2 separate regions of the Zea mays genome follow, and region 1 is linked to region 2. Evidence: chromatin contacts called from public Hi-C data. All regions are on one chromosome and are shown on one strand. The core of a region is the stretch at or near the end of the contact, and the rest is flanking DNA. Distances in the headings are between cores, read along the strand shown.

Region 1 (6,241 bases), core at 2,757-5,256, 160 kb after region 2:
GTCGTTATCCCTGTCACTGTCACTTGATAATGGACATTTAGCGATAAAGTGACCGGGCTTACCGCACTTGTAGCAAACCTTCTTGGAACGGGATTTGTAATCCTTCCCCTTCCGTTGCTTGAGGATTTGGCGAAAGCTTTTGATGATTAAAGCCATCTCCTCATTGTCGAGCTTGGAGGCATCAATTGGTTGTCTACTCGGTGTAGACTCCTCCTTCTTCTCCTCTGTCGCCTTAAATGCCACCGGTTGTGCTTCGGACGTGGAGGGTTCATCAAGCTCGTTGATCTTCTTGGAGCCCTTGATCATACATTCAAAGCTCACAAAATTCCCGATAACTTCCTCGGGGGTCATTTGAGTATATCTAGGATTACCACGAATTAATTGAACTTGAGTGGGGTTAAGAAAAATGAGTAATCTAAGAATAACCTTAACCACCTCGTGGTCATCCCACTTCTTGCTCCCGAGGTTGCGCACTTGGTTCACCAAAGTCTTGAGCCGGTTGTACATGTCTTGTAGCTCTTCCCCTTGGCGAAGTCGAAAGCGACCGAGCTCCCCCTCGATCGTTTCCCGCTTGGTGATCTTTGTTAGTTCATCACCCTCGTGCGCGGTCTTGAGGAGGTCCCAAATTTCCTTTGCATTCTTCAACCCTTGCACCTTGTTGTATTCCTCTCTATTTAGAGAGGCCAAGAGTATGGTTGTGGCTTGGGAGTTGAAGTGCTCGATTTGGGCCACTTCGTCCTCATCATAATCCTCATCCCCTACGGATGGTACCTGTGCTCCAAACTCAACAACATTCCATATACTTTTGTGGAGTGAGGTTAGATGAAATTTCATTAAATCACTCCACCTAGCATAATCTTCACCGTCAAAGGTTGGCGGTTTGCCTAATGGAACGGAAAGTAATGGAGTATGTCTAGATGTACGAGGATAGTGTAAGGGGATCTTACTAAACTTCTTACGCTCTTGGCGTTTAGAAGTTACGGAGGGCGCATCGGAGCCGGAGGTCGATGTTGATGAAGTGTCGGTCTCGTAGTAGACCACTTTCCTCATCCTCTTGTGCTTGTCCCCACTCCGATGTGGCTTGTGAGAGGAAGATCTCTCCTTCTTCTCTTTGTGGTGAGAAGAAGATTTCTTCTCCTTCCCTTTGTTGGAGGAGCTCTTCTTCTTCTCCTTCCTCTTGGTGCGGGACTCTTCCGATGAAGTGCTTCCGTGGCTTGTAGTGGGCTTTTCGCCGGTCTCCATCTCCTTCTTGGCGTGATCTCCCGACATCACTTCGAGCGGTTAGGCTCTAATGAAGCACCGGCCTCTGATACCAATTGATAGTCGCCTAGAGGGGGGGGGTGAATAGGGCGAAACTGAAATTTACAAATATAAACACAACTACAAGCCGGGTTAGCGTTAGAAATATAAACGAGTCCGCGAGAGAGGGCGCAAAACAAATCGCAAGCAAATGAAGAGTGTGACACGTGGATTTGTTTTACCGAGGTTCGGTTCTTGCAAACCTACTCCCCGTTGAGGAGGCCACAAAGGCCGGGTCTTTTTCAACCCTTCCCTCTCTCAAACGGTCCCTCGGACCGAGTGAGCTTTCTCTTCTCAAATCAACCGGGAGCAAAACCTCCCCGCAAGGACCACCACACAATTGGTGTCTCTTGCATCGGTTACAAGTGAGTATTGAACACAAGAAAGAATGAAAGAGAGAAAGCAATCCAAGCGCAAGAGCTCAAATGAACACGGCAAATCACTCTCACTAGTCACTAAGGCTTTGTGTGGAATTGGAGAGGATTTGATCACTTTGGGTGTGTCTAGAATTGAATGCCTAGCTCTTGTAAGTGGTTGAGAAGTGGAAAACTTGGATGCTATGAATGGTGGGGTGGTTGGGGTATTTATAGCCCCAACCACCAAAAGTGGCCGTTGGGAGGCTGTCTGTTCGATGGCGCACCGGACAGTCCGGTGCACACCGGACATGTCCGGTGCCCCCGCCACGTCATCACTGCCGTTGGATTCTGACCGTTGGAGCTTCTGACTTGTGGGCCCACCTGGATGTCCGGTGCACACCGGACATGCACTGTACCTTGTCCGGTGCGCCAGTATGGGCGCGCCTGACTTCTGCGCGCGCTGCGCGCGCATTAATTGCGTCGCAGGTAGCCGTTGGCGCCGAATAGCCGTTGCACCGGACAGTCCGGTGTACACCGGACATGTCCGGTGAATTATAGCGGACTAGCCGTTGGAGATTCCCGAAGCCGACGAGTTCCTGAGGCCGCTCTTCCTTGGCGCACCGGACACTGTCCGGTGTACACCGGACAGTCCGGTGAATTATAGCGGAGTCGCCTCTGGAAATTCCCGAAGGTGGCGAGTTTGCGTTGGAGTCCTCTGGTGCACCGGACATGTCCGGTGGCACACCGGACAGTCCGGTGCGCCAGACCAGAGGTGCCTTCGGTTGACCCCTTTGCTCTTTTGTTGAATCCAACTCTTGGTCTTTTTATTGGCTAAGTGTGAACCTTTAACACCTGTATAACTTATACACTGGAGCAAACTAGTTAGTCCAATTATTTGTGTTGGGCAATTCAACCACCAAAATTAATTAGGGACTAGGTGTAAGCCTAATTCCCTTTCAGGGGCTATAAATACCCCAACCACCACCATTCAAGGCATCCAAGTTTCCAGCATATTGCATTCAATACAAGAGCTCTAGACTTCACTTCAAAACACAAACAATAGATCAAATCCTCTCCAAAGTCCAAAACCACTCCAAACACTTAGTGACTTGTGAGAGAGAGATTTTTGTGTTCATTTGAGTTCTTGTCGCTTGGATCGCTTTTCTTCTTTCTCTCATTCTTACTCTCAAAGCCTTGTAAGCGAAGCAAGAGACACCAATTGTGTGGTGGTCCTTGCGGGGTCTAAGTGACCCGAGAAATCAAGGAAGGAAGCTCACTCGGTCTAGGTGACCGTTTGAGAGAGGGAAATGGCTGAAAGAGACCCGGTTTTTGTGACCACCTCAACGGGGATTAGGTTTGCAAGAACCGAATCTCGATAAAACAAATCACCGTGTCACTCTCTTCATTTGCTTGTGATTTGTTTTCACCCTCTTTTTCGGACTCGAATTTATTTCTAACGCTAACCCCGACTTGTAGTTGTGTTTAAAGTTATAAATTTCAGTTTCCGCCTATCCACCCCCTCTAGGCGACTTTCAGTTTGCAATTTAACATTCCACCACTTTACAAAGTTCAGATATAATCCTATCTCAAATTCACGGGGTGGAGGATGAGAAATGGTTTTATGCATTAGTAGACTTTGTTTCTACTCTGTAACTTACATGACATTCTTCGTTTTTACTCCTCTATATTTACTTCTCTATAGTAAAAATGTAGCAAATAAATATCTCCGACATCTTATTAATAACAGTATACAAATATATTTTGCATAAAAATAAATTAGTTTAATTGATATATGGCTAAATTATTATTATTAGAATGAAATTTAATCCCAATGATCCAAACGAGCGTTAGACAGATCATATTCGAATAAGTATTTATATCTCCTACTTAAGGGCTACTTTGGGTTCTAAGGCGCGTTTGGATTGCTGCCGCAAACACCACACCGCGCGCCGCAGTTGTGGCGGTCGAATCGGCCGCCGTATCTTAGGCGGGGTGTGGCGCTCGACGTCAGCCTCCAAACAGGCCCTTAGTTAAGGTAGGTAGGTATACGCGCGTGCATTGTCTTAGATCCGCTCGGTTGTCGTCCTACACCCGGCTCCTTTTTATCCTGAATGAAACGACGCTAGAGCATTAAAAAGAGCCCTACTTCCTCCTTCCTCGCTGATTCGATAAACAAAGCGCACAGAATCCGTTACTACGATAAAAATAAAAATACAAGCAGCGCTTCCTTCATGGACACGCCACAAGGCACTGACTGTAGGGCCCACCTAGCACCCACCGTCCCCCGTGCATCTCCTATATATAAACCTCCAGCAGGGCGCCACACCAGAAAGCGACACGACCGCGCCCGAGGAGACCACACCACACCGCCTCCTCCGCCCGCCGATTCGTCGAGCTCGCCCTCCCGCTCGCCTAGCTCCCCTGCCTTTTCCCTTCCTCCCCACCTCCTGCCCCGCGAACGTGCTCCCGCATGCCACCGCGCTGACGCGCGCGGCGGACGACGGGGTCGGGATCATGGACAAGTACGAGGCTGTTCGGGACATCGGGTCGGGCAACTTCGGGGTAGCGCGGTTGATGCGCAACCGCGAGACCCGAGAACTCGTCGCCGTCAAGCTCATCGAACGAGGCCACCGGGTCCGAACCTTGGCTTCTCTGCTCTTTCGACTCGAAGGGTTTGGGTCGGGTTGGTTTGTCGAGGGTTTGGATCGGTGGTTCTGATTTTAATTGTTGTGCTGATCGGGTGCGCTTTTTTCGCCCCCGCAGATCGACGAGAATGTGTACCGCGAGATCGTCAACCACCGGTCGCTGCGGCACCCTAACATCATCCAGTTCATAGAGGTGCGTGTGCGTGTGCCAATAAGGAGCGCGGATATTTCTCGATCGTTTATTACTCCCTTTTGTCCTGGTATTAGGTATATCTGTAGGCTTCGGGGTAAAAAAGAGACTTTGATCTATGCGGTGTGCGTGCTTTTGTGCGGTTGAAGGAGGCGCCGATGACGCGGAAATTCTGACGCAGGGTTCATCTTCTTCTTAATTTGTTGTGTTTATGAGCATTTGTTTTTGAGAATCGAGATTGCATTGAAGCAATCAAGCTGGCTGCCCAAAATTTTGCCTTTTAGGATTTGTGGATCAGTATTAAGGTGCCAGATAGTTGGGTTTAAATTATTTGGGAAATAAGTTGCTTAGATTCGAAGTGTGTGCCAAGTTTATCTCTCTCCCTTTTAGTTTCTCTAGACTCTAGTACTATACATATAACATTATTTTCTATTACTTTATATAAATATATACTTGCTAAATAAACGACCACCAACTCAAAAGCTTATTCCATTATGGGAAAAAATTCTGCAGGTGATCCTAACTCCAACTCATCTTGCAATTGTGATGGAGTATGCGGCTGGTGGTGAACTATTTGATCGAATCGTAGATCGTGGGCGATTTAGCGAGGATGAGGTATTATATTATTTTTGGATGTTGTTTGAGTACTATTCTAGCCTTAGGGTTAGTTTGACAACTACATTTTCTCAAGGGATTTTCATTTTCCCAAGGGAAATTAGTGGCAAACTAGCCCTTAATGTGTTATTAATCCCCCATAACAAATTTTAATATATTCTCTTCTGCTCATTGTAGACCAGGTATTTCTTCCAGCAGTTGATCTGTGGAGTGAGCTATTGCCATCACATGGTATGAAGAAACTATAAATTAGCGTCTAGTAGTTACAGTTCACATAGTACTAGATATGCTTTCTTGTGGGAAGTGTAGGTGTGTTTTTTTTAATTACTTACCAGTGGGGCCTGAACATATGCTTAAATGCTGGAATCTTGTCTACTTTTCAGCAAATATGTCATAGAGATTTGAAGCTGGAGAATGTTCTCTTGGATGGCAGCCCAGCTCCACGGCTTAAGATATGTGATTTTGGCTACTCCAAGGTTGTCACTAATTTCTCGTTGTATTGGTAGCTTTAAATTCTTTGACATGTCTGTGAGCTTGCTTGAGAATAACATTTAATTGCTAATTCGTAACAGTCATCAGTACTACATTCAAGGCCAAAGTCAGCAGTGGGGACACCAGCATATATTGCACCAGAGGTGCTTTCTCGGCGGGAGTATGATGGGAAGGTGAATGGCAAGAATCTCATGTTTATGTATACTTGCATGTTGACGTTCTGTTAAGCATATATTCAGTAATATTCTTCATCTTATCATTATTACACATCATATTTAGTTACATTCTTATTGCTGGCATTCACATTAGTGCTAGACTAGATGTTGTCTGCAAGTGCTGCATGGTCAAGTTTAGTGATTATTTAGGGTTATTCATTTCAAAAAATGTTATCAAGATGTAGAGGTACCACCTTATTACCAAAATCTCTTCTAAGTACTTATAATTAAGTTATCTATCAATAGTGCGCAACAACTCTGATTCTTTTCAAGATTGTGGCACCGCACATTCTTTTGTGGACAGTTATATCTGATGGTCCACAGTTGTCTGTGTTGGTTCCGGAGAATTCACGCCCAATATTGATGCCATTAAGGAAAGAGGCTTGAGATAAGAAAAATACATATATTGAGCTTCCCAATTTCGATAAC
Region 2 (6,373 bases), core at 553-3,052:
TGGTGGCAAGTGCATTACAATTACAATGCTACTACAATATGACTGTTTTTTCTTAACCTGTCTTATTTCTATGCTAAAGCTGAACTCAGAAGGAGACATTAGAGAGCACCACATCACACAGTTTCATCACTACTATTGGTATGCATATAACCTTAGTTAAGAAGGCCTGAAATTCTAGGTATGTGACACAATCCAACACCAAACAAAGCCCATATAAGAAAACTCATATAAGGCTATTCCAACCTCCCTCTGGCACTTATATACTATGCTTGCACAGCATTGAACCATTTGATTTGCATTCACTTACTTTTTTTGAGCCGTCAAGAGTACTTTTTAAAAAATAATGGAACAAGGTTCCAGCCTGTGTTCTAGAGTACTCGAAATATTTTAACTAAAAGCAGGCTGACTAGCATCACACCATATAAGAAAAGTGCAAAACGAAGCGAATGCATTTATAAGCAATAACCAGAGGAACAACAAATATTGTGTAACACTTCTCTTGTGTGTAGATATTCCAGGAATCTAGACATATTCATATGAAAAGTACATGCTTTTTTGACAGACATGTGAAATCAACATGTTCAGGGTCTATTTATGTTTGCTAGTTGATACAGCAACAAATCATAAAAAATACGCTAGATTACAGTAGAGAAATAGGACTATCTACCTGCCCAATGCATTGTCCAACCCAGGGGCAATGATGGTCAAAGCGCTCTACACAATTGTTGCATATCGAACAGTGTGAGCATCGAGGAGGCCGATAAATCATGCAGGTGTCACAATACTTCACTTTCACAGGCATCCCATTAACCAGTACTTCCTTTACACGGGGGAATTGTAGCCTCCCAGGCGTGCCCCCAGACAAAGCGTTGCCATAAGAAAACTCATCCTCCGGCGGGTGGGCTGCGCGGGGAACGATCCCAGGATCCTGCGCTGATGTAATCAAGAGCAGGACTAGCACCTACACAGAAGGAAAACAATGATCCGTGCTCAGCCAAGAGCATATCGCGAATGCTAACTGATCGATACCAGCAGGAATCAGCACACAGAACTCACATAAATCATAAACACTACAGCTACCGCAGGAATCGCATATCCAGCATTGTAAGCCGGGAAGTGGTGGCGAAGATGCCGAGCAACGAATCCGCAGAAGACCAATACCGGGGCCACAATGAGCGAAACAGACAGGATCAGTGACTTGGCGTCAGGTCCGAATATGAGCCTCCCACCAAAGAAGAATTTCTGCAGACAGCGAACGAACTACGTCAGAATGCAGTAGGGCCGCACATTGACAGTTCCACACACACACACACACACACACACACACAGGTTCACAGGACAGCAAACAAGATAACATGAGCCACGCATCCCACGCAATCTACTGTTCATGTTCGTGCCTGGAATCGCCGAGAACGATAAAGTATTAAACAGCACGCTGGCATAATAAGTACAGACCAGACGCGAACCAACTCTACCAAAACGACCCCGTACAGCAAGAAGCGGAAGCGGAATTCCCCACGAAAGAACCGAACAGTGCAACCCAGATTCCCGGTTCAAGAACTAATAAGATGAAGCGAGGGGGGCAGGGGAAAGAGAGGGCAGGATCTTTACATTGTTCCCTTTCCAAGCCTCATACACGCGCTGCGGGCGCGCCATGGGTGGGCGGGTGGTCCGGCTACGGCTCCGGTCAGCGCGGCCTCATCCGAGGCAGCGTCACCCAGCCCAGACCCGGCGGCGAGCAGGAAGGAGTCGACACGCGCACGAGGAAAGGGCGATTTTGAAAAAGGAAAAGCGGAGGAATCGTTGAGCCAGGGCAGAGGAAGCGGCGAGGCCGAGCACAGCAGGGAAAGGGAAGCAAACGCTGCTCGCGTCGCCTTTGTACGTGGTGGGACGGGGAGGTGAGGTGTAAAATGAAAAGCTTTTCTTTTTTAACGGAAAAAATGAGTAAGATATTACGAGATACAAGCTGGCAGCGGCGGCCGGACAAGAGGGGGACTCAGTTTCAGTGTTATTGCACATGACACCTTGTCTTTTAGGGAAATAAACAAATGCGCATGTATGTAAACAGTTACCCTTCTTTTAGCAAGGAAACGCTCATATCGTCAATCTTAGAAGATTATATTTTGACAATAATTAGCAAATATCTTCATACGTTACAACGGTAATTTGTTATGTCATACTCGTACTATTAATGAGCTAGCTATTTTCATAAAATTAAAATTTAAATAAGCTTAGCCCAAACATAACGGGTGCCTGAAGGATGCGGTGGCTAAAAGCCCGAGGTATCGGGGCGGGGGCTTAGGCTTAGGTCCTCATCAGGATTGAAGGGGCCTCTGCGACACCAGTTGTTCTATGTCTAGCCCCCTCTGTATTCTCTTTCTTTTTTCTGGATTGGGCGTGCTACGCGCTCTTCTACCAAGCCCTAGGCGCCGACAGAGCGAGGTTCGTTCCGTGCCTTTCTCGGATCCGGGCGGCTGCCCCAGCATGGCGTCGTTCCTCGATGGCATGAATGTGGTGCATCGGTCAACCCTAAGTTCCTAATGTTGTGATGTAGAAGATTCGACCTGCTGGCTGCTGCCAAACTGCGAGTTTGAGGAAGCCCCAAATTCCTTGGTGGGTCCTTTGTTCGCTTGGAGTTTTCGCCTCGAGGAGTTTGTCCAAAAGCGTTGTGGCGGCACGACGTTCTAGCTTGCTCGGGGAAATCGCGGTGAGCCAACCCCACTGTAGGTCAAGCGGCGGCAGCGGGCGCTAAACGCTATGGCGTGTGTTGGCCAAAAACTACGTCGCAGTCACACCGTTCGACGTCGTGGCAGCCCCACCTCCTGGTTATGGAACCTCGACCGCCCTTAGTGAAGCCTTGTCCCGAGGACAGTTCCTGGGATAACAGGTCGAATCGAAGCAGGGCGGAAGTTACGGTGTATATCGCAGCACTAGTGGGGCCTCCTCTAGGTTCTCCATAAGAAGAGGGGTCCCCTACCGAGGTGACCATGAGGCACTCCTAGGTCCAGTCGCGACCAATCCCACTTGACATGGGAACCAGTTCGCTTTCTGACTCTGGCGAGAGGAGGTCGCGAAATAGACCCTAGATGGGGCCTAGCATACCCGCGACCTCGGCGAAAGCGGGTTGTGGCACGCGCCGTTGCTGGTCGCCACCTCCTGAAGGACCGAGCCACAGGTAGCCAAACCCTTCGATGACGTCGAGTGATTTGCTCATCCAGGGAACCAGGGCTTTCGAGGCCCGACCCATTGTTTCCTTACTACCGACAATGAAATCAAGATTCCCAAAACTGATGGTTGTTCCGGGAGTCCTGACCATGTCAACGTCGTTGCCAGCCATTAGGAGCTTTGAAGAACATCGTCGTGGAACGTGCAAGTCCCCAACCTGGCAAGCCAACTGTCGGTGTTTCAAACCTCGCTTCGACAAGTAGATTTATTGTTCGTGTTCCGGGCTCCGGACGGTGTGCGCGGTGGGCGCAAGGTTTAGACTGGTTTGGGCAGAATGTCCCTACATCCAATCATCAACGGTTTGCGCTACCGATACCATTGATGATCGAAGCTCGTAATAGGGGTTACAAGCAGTGCGAGAGAGTGAGGAGAGGCTCCGAAGTCGCTTGTTCGTGGTTGAGGTGGTTAAAAGGTTGAGTCCTAGCTAAGTCTTAGCTTGGCGACGAGGCTCCAGCATCGGGGTCCTCCTCCTGTTCGTCGATCTTCTAGGCGTCGTCTCGTCTGGTGTTCGTCCTTGCGTCGTCCGTCCGAAAGGAAGTTCCCGTGTTCGGGGGGTGGCCTCCTCCTTTTATAGGCTAAGGAGGGGGGTCGACCCGTGGTGGCTTCTTTGGGAATGAGCTACCAGGCGATGGTAAAACTGGGCGTCTTACCATGGGTTAAAGCCACATGTGCCTGCGGTCGTTTGGTTGTCCTGTATTCTTTATTACAGACGACGTTGGTGTGAGACAAGACACCATCATTTGAGCTATACTGACCCCTAGCCTTCGTAGCCCTGGGCTTGGTGTGACTCGTCGTGTTGCACGCTGCAAGCGGTCTGTGCACCCAAGCCTCGTCCCGATAGGTGATGAGTGCTCTACTAATTGGGGATGCGCAGGTCATAAATGTGCCATAGTCCAAGGGATTGTAGTTCATGAGTGCTCTATGGTCCGAGGGGTTCGTAGGTCATGAGTGGGAGGTAGACCGGCGCCTCCGTTGTGGCTCGGCGCTATGCGCAGTTAGTGCAGTCGATTATTTATGACAGGTCGGTCTCGAGCAAAGCGCGGGATCCACTCGACTGGTTTTCCATCGTCATGATCGACCCCTCTGTCTGGTTCTGCCACGCCTGACCATGGCTCGGTGCCACGGGATTCGTCCGGGGGCGAGTTCTTCCAAGGTAGACGTTATCTGTCTACTCCGACGGACCAATGTGCCCTAGTTGTTAGAGACCCTTTCCACAGTGTGCTCGCTGACTGATGTGCCCCAAGGTCCGGGGATCGTATCCCCGACATGCCCGCGCTAGAGCGCGCGTGAAAGTCGCCTAGAGGGGGGGTGAATAGGGCGAAACTGAAATTTACAAAGTTAATCACAACTACAAGCCGAGTTAGCGTTAGAAATATAATCGAGTCCGCGAGAGAGGGTGCAAAACAAATCGCAAGCGAATAAAGAGTGTGACACGCGGATTTGTTTTACCGAGGTTCGGTTCTCGCAAACCTACTCCCCGTTGAGGAGGCCACAAAGGCCGGGTCTTTTTCAACCCCTTCCCTCTCTCAAACGGTCCCTCAGACCGAGTGAGCTTTCTCTTCTCAAATCAACCGGGAACAAAACTTCCCCGCAAGGACCACCACACAATTGGTGTCTCTTGCCTCGGTTACAAGTGAGTATTGATCTCAAGAAAGAATGAGAAAGAAAGCAATCCAAGCGCAAGAGCTCAAAAGAACACAACAAATCTCTCTCACTTAACACTAAAGCTTTTGTGGAATTAGGAGAGGATTTGATCACTTGGGTGTGTCTTGTATTGAATGCCTAGCTCTTGTAAGTAGTTGGAAGGTGGAAAACTTGGATATTTTGAATGTGGGGTGGTTGGGGGTATTTATAACCCCAACCACCAAACTAGCCGTTTGGTGGAGGCTGTCTGTCGCATGGTGCACCAGACAGTCCGGTACGCCAGCCACGTCACCAGGTCGTTGGGTTCCGACCGTTGGAGCTCTGACTGCTGGGCCCGCCTGGATGTCCGGTGGCACACCAGACATGTATTGTAGAGTGTCTGGTGCGCCACTTCGTGCGTGCCTGACTTCTACGCGCTCTGGCACGCATTAATTGCTTCTGCAGGTGACCGTTGGCGCGAAGTAGCCGTTGCTCCGCTGGCTCACCGGACAGTCCGGTGTACGCCGGACATGTCCGGTGAATTATAGCGAAGCGGATTCCCGAAGCTGGCGAGTTCAGAGTCGCTTCATTCCTGGAGCACCGGACAGTCCGGTGAATTATAGCAGAGCGCCTCTGAGTTTTCCCGAAGGTGAAGAGTTTGGCTTGGAGTCCCCTGGTGCACCGGACACTGTCCGGTGGTGCACCGGACACTATCTGGTGCGCCAGACCAGGGCATACTTTGGTTATCCCTTGCTCTCTTTGTTGAACCCAATTCTTGGTCTTTTATTGGCTAAGTGTGAACCTTTGGCACCTGTATAACTTATACACTAGAGCAAACTAGTTAGTCCAATTTATTTGTGTTGGGCAATCCAACCACCAAAATCATTTAGGAACTAGGTGTAAGCCTAATTCCCTTTCAATCTCCCCCTTTTGGTGATTGATGCCAACACAAACCAAAGCAAAGATAGAAGTGCATATTTGAACTAGTTTGCATAATGTAAGTGCAAAGGTTGCTTGGAATTGAGCCAATATAAATACTTATAAGATATGCATGGATTGTTTCTTCATTTTTAACATTTTGGACCACGCTTGCACCACATGTTTTGTTTTTGCAAATTCTTTTGTAAATTTTTCAAAGTCCTTTTGCAAATAGTCAAAGGTAAATGAATAAGATTTTGTGAAGCATTTTCAAGATTTGAAATTTTCTCCCCCTGTTTCAAATGCTTTTTCCTTTGACCAAACAAAACTCCCCCTAAATGAAATTCTCCTCTTAGTGTTCAAGAGGGTTTTAAGATATCAATTTTGAAAATTCTACTATCTCCCCCTTTTGAACTCAATAAGATACTAATTTGAAAATTCTAATTGAAAATCATTTTTAAAATTAGGTGGTGGTGCGGTCCTTTTGCTTTGGGCTCTTGCTCTCTCCCCCTTGGCATAAATCGCCAAAAACGGAATCATTAGAGCCCTTTGTATTACTCTCTCCCCTTTGGTAAAAAAGAAGTAAGTGAAGATTATACCAAAAGTT

What was found. A called contact is a pair of places that touch in the nucleus more often than the background predicts.
Region 1: a contact with region 2 is called in a Hi-C map of ear, with 1.8 times the contacts expected there. The contact joins the promoter of LOC100274512 here to the promoter of LOC100283598 in region 2. A contact is called at or near these places in 3 of 25 Hi-C or Micro-C datasets (ear, leaf and tassel).

What each region holds. Positions count from the first base shown.
Region 1 is chr6:161,593,496-161,599,736 of Zm-B73-REFERENCE-NAM-5.0, forward strand. It overlaps LOC100274512, which reads left to right and starts at 4,007. Exons shown (of 9, transcript NM_001148870.1): 1 at 4,007-4,289; 2 at 4,419-4,493; 3 at 5,004-5,105; 4 at 5,283-5,336; 5 at 5,489-5,581; 6 at 5,678-5,770. The coding sequence starts at 4,170.
Region 2 is chr6:161,432,945-161,439,317 of Zm-B73-REFERENCE-NAM-5.0, forward strand. LOC100283598 reads right to left here and starts at 1,803. Exons shown (of 5, transcript NM_001371952.1): 1 at 1,612-1,803; 2 at 1,057-1,242; 3 at 668-961. The coding sequence starts at 1,656.